2 separate regions of the Gossypium hirsutum genome follow, and region 1 is linked to region 2. The links are chromatin contacts, called in public Hi-C maps. All regions are on one chromosome and are shown on one strand. The core of a region is the stretch at or near the end of the contact, and the rest is flanking DNA. Distances in the headings are between cores, read along the strand shown. Region 1 holds the start of LOC107928115 (tyrosine--tRNA ligase, chloroplastic/mitochondrial). Region 2 overlaps LOC107928037 (putative disease resistance protein At4g10780).

Region 1 (3,046 bases), core at 365-2,864, 37 kb before region 2:
CAGCTGATTTGCTCTCAAACAAACCAGACGAGACAGAAAGATCAACAATCGAAAGATTCAACACTTCGGTGTAAGGCAAGGAGCAAGATGGAACATCCTCAGCAATCCCTTCAATAGTTTCCCAATCCAATTTCGTCTCGGATCCTGGTCTCAAAGCTTCAGTTGCCTTAAGAGCCTCGGTTAAACCATCTTCACCATGAACAAAACGAGTAATTTCCTCAGCAAGCTTCCGCTGAGCTGTATTTGGCACATAGCCAGGTTTTTTCATTGCACTTTCCAACTCATTTATCTCTTCCATATTCAAGAACGTAAGAATTTTGAGGAACCTCACCACATCTGCATCTGGAACAGAGAAGAAATACTGATAAAACTTATATGGAGACAACATAGACGGTGAAAGCCAAATTGCACCGTCTTCCGATTTTCCAAACTTGGTGCCATCACTCTTCAACAAAAGTGGAAATGTCAATCCATAAGCTCCTTCAGCTTGTAAAATCTTCCTTATCAACTCAGTCCCAGCAGTAATATTACCCCACTGATCACTCCCACCGATTTGTACATTCACACCTTCATTCTTAAAAAGGTATAAAAAATCATATCCTTGCAACAACTGATAAGTAAACTCAGTATAGCTCATCCCTTGTTCAGATTCCAGCCTCTTTTTAACACTCTCCTTACTCATCATACTCCCCACCCTTGCATATCGACCGACTTGTTTAAGAAAATCGAGCAACCTAACCTCTTTCCACCAATCATAATTGTTTAAAATCACAAAGTTAGAGTTTTGTTCAGAACCTAAATTTGCATTTTTACTAAGAATCTTATTTACAATCTCCATGATCCCAGCAATGTTTTTTTCCAATGATTCCAAATCAAGTTCAGGTCTTTCTTGGCTTTTCCCAGAAGGGTCACCAATTCTACCAGTAGCTCCACCAATCAAGGCAACAGCTCTGTGACCACATCTTTGGAACCAAGAGAGAACAATGAGCCCCAAAAGGTTACCCAAGTGTAAGCTCTCAGCAGTTGGGTCAAAACCACAATAAACTTTGAGAGGACCAGCAGTTTGGTCTGAACAAACCAACCTGAGATTTTCATTGGTTATGGATTCAAGCAATCCTCTTTCTTCAAGTATTTTGACAACATTTGGGGTGCTACCCATTTGAAATTTCGGTTCAACGGTTGGCTGAGGAGTGTTTAGGCTGCAACTTACGGAAGAAAAGCTCAAACTTTTTATGGGTCTTCTAGAAGCAGGAATAAACTTGGTTGTAGTAAAGGGTAGCAAAAATTTCCCATGGTTGAAGCAAAGGAAAGTCCTTGAAGCCATTAACAGTGTTCTGTTTCCTATTTTAAAAAGAAAAAAAGGGAAAAACAAAAGCTTTTAGCTTTATGTAATTAACAATGCCAATCTTTGAATACGAAACTATCATATTGAAATTGATTTAAAAAGGCAAAATGAAATAAAGAGCAAGACTGACCTTGGTGACTATGGCTGTCCACTGAGTCTCAAAGCAGAGAGAATAACAGAGAAAAATTGTGGGATTAGGAAGAGAAGGATAAGCCGCTGTGTGGGTTTGGATTTTGGAAGAGAATTTGGTTTTAAATGGCCTAAAGCCCAAATTTGAAGGCTTTAAAAGAAATATTTACAAATATTATGAATTTATGAATAATTTTATTTATTTCCTAATTCCCACCAAAAAAATATTTTACTTGTATAACACAAAATTGTGGTGATCATAAATAAAAATAAGATTAGGAAAAAATTATGCTTATGCTTGTATTTATATATTATTTATCATATCTATTATTTTTATAAATGTTTTATTTTTTCATTACCAGTAAAATCTGCATTTATATTAATATTTTTATTTTCATAAGTACAAAAATTTATGAGTGAACTACATCACTAGTCACTCAAATATTAACAAGCTTTATATTATGTGTAAATTTTACAGTTAAATTTATTAAATTTAAGTCAAATTAATAAAATTTACATTGAAAAAACCTTGTTAATTAGATCATATTTCAAAATATTTTACCATTCTTCCAATATTGTGTACATGCAACAAAGCCTACAAAAGAAGTCAATATTGTGTGTGTCTGTTGTTTCTGTAATACAAATTGAAATTTGAAAACAAAATAAAATGATTGAACAATATTTTATAATGCTTTGTCCAACTAGGCAAAAATCTGGGTGTGAATGCAAGTAGTGGTACTGAGTCTCCTCCTAACAACTTGAACCAATTTATTTGATTTTTTATAGAATCCAATGATACAACCTATAATTACAAAAGGGAATAAATTAGAAGACAATGGGAAAGAGCAATCGCCAAAAATGGCATTCATAAGCTCAACCACCCTCCACAAATATTTATCCCCAATCTACCCTCATCTGAGGTGCAAATATCAGTTTTTAAGACAATCCGTATTGAACTGTCCCTACATTCATGTGGGCGGCTACAGCCACCGCAGCAGCACCAACTGCACCAAACTGGGTTTGTGCGTGTAGAAGTTTTGCATCAATCGGTAATCTATCGGTTAATTGGTCAGACTTGGTTTGCGGATGGTAATAGAGGTGGTTGTTAATGTCGACAACCATTCCTGGGGCTGGTTTTGCCACCATAGTAAACTGAGGTTGTATTCCGGATTTCTCTTGATGTTTGGTGGTGGTTCGGTAGAAACAATGGGGGGAGATGTTCTGCGGAGGAAGCACTGCATGTCTGTAAATGATTTTAGAATCGAAACCATCTTTAGTGTTTTTCCCATTCTCGTAAGGTACGACAGATCCAACGATTCTCCCTGGTTTAGCTGTACAAAACAAGAGGTTTAAGAAAAAATCTGGCATCAGCTAAATGGCGTAACAAACGGGCATGCATACCTAACGGTTCAGTAGTTTTTAGTAAAAGCATAAGAGTTGGTACCTGATGGCACCCTAGGTGGTGGCCGTGCAGCAGTCTTTGGATAACCAGCAACAGTATCTGTTTCCCTTCTGGGAGCCTCATCTTTAACTCGTTGGTTCTCACACAAAACCGAAGTTGACTGCGTATTA
Region 2 (2,858 bases), core at 139-2,638:
AGCAGGATTATCAAGTACAAAGTTGAGTTACACCATCAACAATCCAATCACATTGAAACCAAATTGAAGTTCATTTATTACAGATAAAACCACAAGAGAAGGATGCATCCGACGAAGTACCACATCAAAGATAGAACCACCACAGAAGAATGAAGGTACAGTGATGAGTTGGGTTGACTTGTTTCTCCAAGATTTGATTGTCAAGCCAACTGCTTTGCAAGCTTTAGAATGGCATAAACAACCTGTATTTAATAAGACCCCACAAAGAATTTAAAAAAAAAAAAAGTGGAGAAGTAAGGGAAGCATTAGAGGCAAGGTTTTTGACATTGATCTAAGCAAACAAGAATACTACATTGGAAAACATATTTATATCAACTTAAAGCTTGCAGTTACAAAATAAAGAAGAAAAAGGGGCTGTTGGTTCATTCAAATCATTAATGTCATAATGAGAATCTCAAGGGTTCTAGAGCAAGCCTAACCATTGGGGTTAAACAAAGAAGCAAATGAGACCGTGCTTTACTGAAACCATTTTCAACCAATTTGGCCTACAGCTGGTAACAAAGCATGATGCTAATTGATCTAAATTTGTTTCAAACATTAGTAATAGTTTTGTTCTCTTTGGTCTCTATTTTGCCAATCATAATCCTCTTCTTGCAGATTTCCCGTTTTCTTTTTGGTAGAATAAAAAATCTTCAATTTTTTTTCTAGAAATAAAAACAACAAATGAAGACTCACTGTTTAGCTTGATCCGGAATTTGATATGAACAGCAAAGGCTTCCAGCAGCGCTAATACAAGTTCAACCAAGGTCGCAGAACCTCCTTAGCATTCGGATAGTCCCACTCTACTGATTCCCACCACTCCATTGGATCTATGCGGATTAGTAAAAAAGGATGAGCAGAAGGAGCTGATTGGTGTGTATCTTGAAAAAGAGGAAGATACAGAGGCATCCTTTTTAGATTGGTACATTTCTTTACTTCGATTTTCATAAGAGAGTTGCATACCATTTCCCTATTTGAACTGCATATGCTCTTCAGCTCTGGTAAGTTCTTCAATCTTAACTCCCTTAAATTGGGAAAACTGAATTTCATGGGGGTGTTTATTCCGTTTCCCTTGTGATTCTCTTCCTCTGATGATATTATTTCCTCCATTTGTACGCAATCACAAACCACCAGATTCTCCAGGTATTGAAGGTCATGTGCTAGCTTAAATGGGAAGAGCCGCTTCATGTTTAGGCATTTTTTAATCACAAATGATTTAAGATGAGAAAAGATGCCTAGTAGAGGCAGTGACCTAGAAATAGATAGAGGTGCTTCTAATTTAATAAGCACATGCAAATTATCCAACCTTTCAAGCCACAAGTACTCAAGGTTCTCAAGTGGACTGCACAGCGAGTTCGAGTACGACGAGTCGAGAATGGATTCTATCCCTTTACAATCTTCAACTGAACAGAACCTTAACTGGCTTGCTTGTTGGAAGAATATGGAGATATCGCTTAAGCTTCTCACATTGTGGGATTCAAAAATTCTCAGAAGCATAAGATCAGTTGGAAGAATCACTGGATCTCTTCCGATCTGGCATCCACTTAAAATTACTTCCTTGTGTAAAACAGAGCGAAACCCCCTCCGGTTTGGACCCAGAGACAATTGCTGAAGATCGATATATTTAGTCAGCGTAACATCCGTCCTGTCACCAGTCACTTTCACTTTCACTTGTCCATTTATCTCTTTAATGGCCACATATTCCACACCTTCAACCGTTAAAAATATGCGAAAAGAAATAAAAGGTATGCTCAAAATAAATAAAATGCAAATATACAAAGGACACAGATTCCACAGATATTCAATATTTAGCTGCAAATAAAAGTATTTATAAATTATTCTTGAATATTGGCTTTAATCAATTATATATTTATAAAGCATTTCTCATGTTTCAATTTCCTCAAAATATGATTATGAAATGTTGAAAACTGATTTTGATGCGACATAAGCTGGTTTGATTATTGTTTGGACCATATTAATAAAAACTTTGAAAGCTTAAGTGGCTAAATGTACTTTTTATTTTTTACTTTGGTACCAAATAATTTGAATCAGTGGCTAAGCCGGGCAGCCTGAAAATTTTTTATTTTTAAATTAGTAATAGTAAAACTGTATTTTAATTCCTCAAAAATATAAAATTTTAATTTATTTCTCTAAAAATTATAAAGATATAGACTATTAAGATGATAAAATTATATTTTTACCATCATACAAATATATACTTTAATTTCGATCCTCAAAAAAATTTTCTGTTATTGTCCTTCATTTAAATATTGTATTTATAGTTAACTCGATATGTTTTGAATAAAAAATTCAATAACAAAAAGGAATATGAATATCAACACCGACGAAATTAATATCATAAAAGTAGATTAACATAATATAGATTTGATTCGATCGTACCTTGTAATGCTTCTATCATTTTCATTAGTTTTGGGACTGTGATGTCTCCTGGACCATCATACTTGAGCTTTAATTTTCTGGTTCCCTCTTTGACTTTAAACTTGGCTTCAGGTGGTGCCATGACAAGCAAGTAAGAAGTAAGACTTTGACCTCGTATAGAGTCGGTGTAGTCATTAAAGTCTGTCAACTCATTAAATCTCCCTTCAAATTTCTCTAGCTTCCTTAATCTGGCAGCTTCCGATCCATCCAGTTTTACAGTACATGATTTACTGTAAAATATCAAATATTGCAGACAGGAAAGCTGAGGGAGAATTGCCATTGGGAACTCCTTTAAGCTTTCAGTAGATAAATCAAGATATGTCAGATTTACTAACATTTCCAAACCTTTAGGCACCTCTTCCATAGCTGTATCACGGAGG

What was found. Hi-C and Micro-C count contacts between places; a contact is called where the count stands out from the background.
Region 1: a contact with region 2 is called in a Hi-C map of fibers, with 2.6 times the contacts expected there. The contact joins the promoter of LOC107928115 here to the enhancer-like site in region 2. A contact is called at or near these places in 16 of 34 Hi-C or Micro-C datasets (callus, fibers, hypocotyl and 2 more).

The regions. Positions count from the first base shown.
Region 1 is chrD01:4,290,461-4,293,506 of Gossypium_hirsutum_v2.1, reverse strand. LOC107928115 (tyrosine--tRNA ligase, chloroplastic/mitochondrial) reads right to left here and starts at 1,614. Exons shown (of 2, transcript XM_016859290.2): 1 at 1,476-1,614; 2 at 1-1,341. The coding sequence starts at 1,324. It overlaps LOC107928111 (mitogen-activated protein kinase 19-like), which reads right to left. Exons shown (of 10, transcript NM_001327282.1): 9 at 2,919-3,046; 10 at 2,411-2,805. The coding sequence ends at 2,411.
Region 2 is chrD01:4,253,116-4,255,973 of Gossypium_hirsutum_v2.1, reverse strand. LOC107928037 (putative disease resistance protein At4g10780) reads right to left here. Exons shown (of 7, transcript XM_041086818.1): 5 at 2,440-2,858; 6 at 736-1,748; 7 at 1-242. The coding sequence ends at 787. Among protein-coding and RNA genes, the nearest start is that of LOC107928075, 17 kb to the left of the region's middle. Within about 2 kb of position 1,388, at least 4 of the 9 cell types and tissues checked have an H3K27ac peak or open chromatin away from gene starts, as enhancers often do. A contact at or near this core is called in fibers, where this site is marked.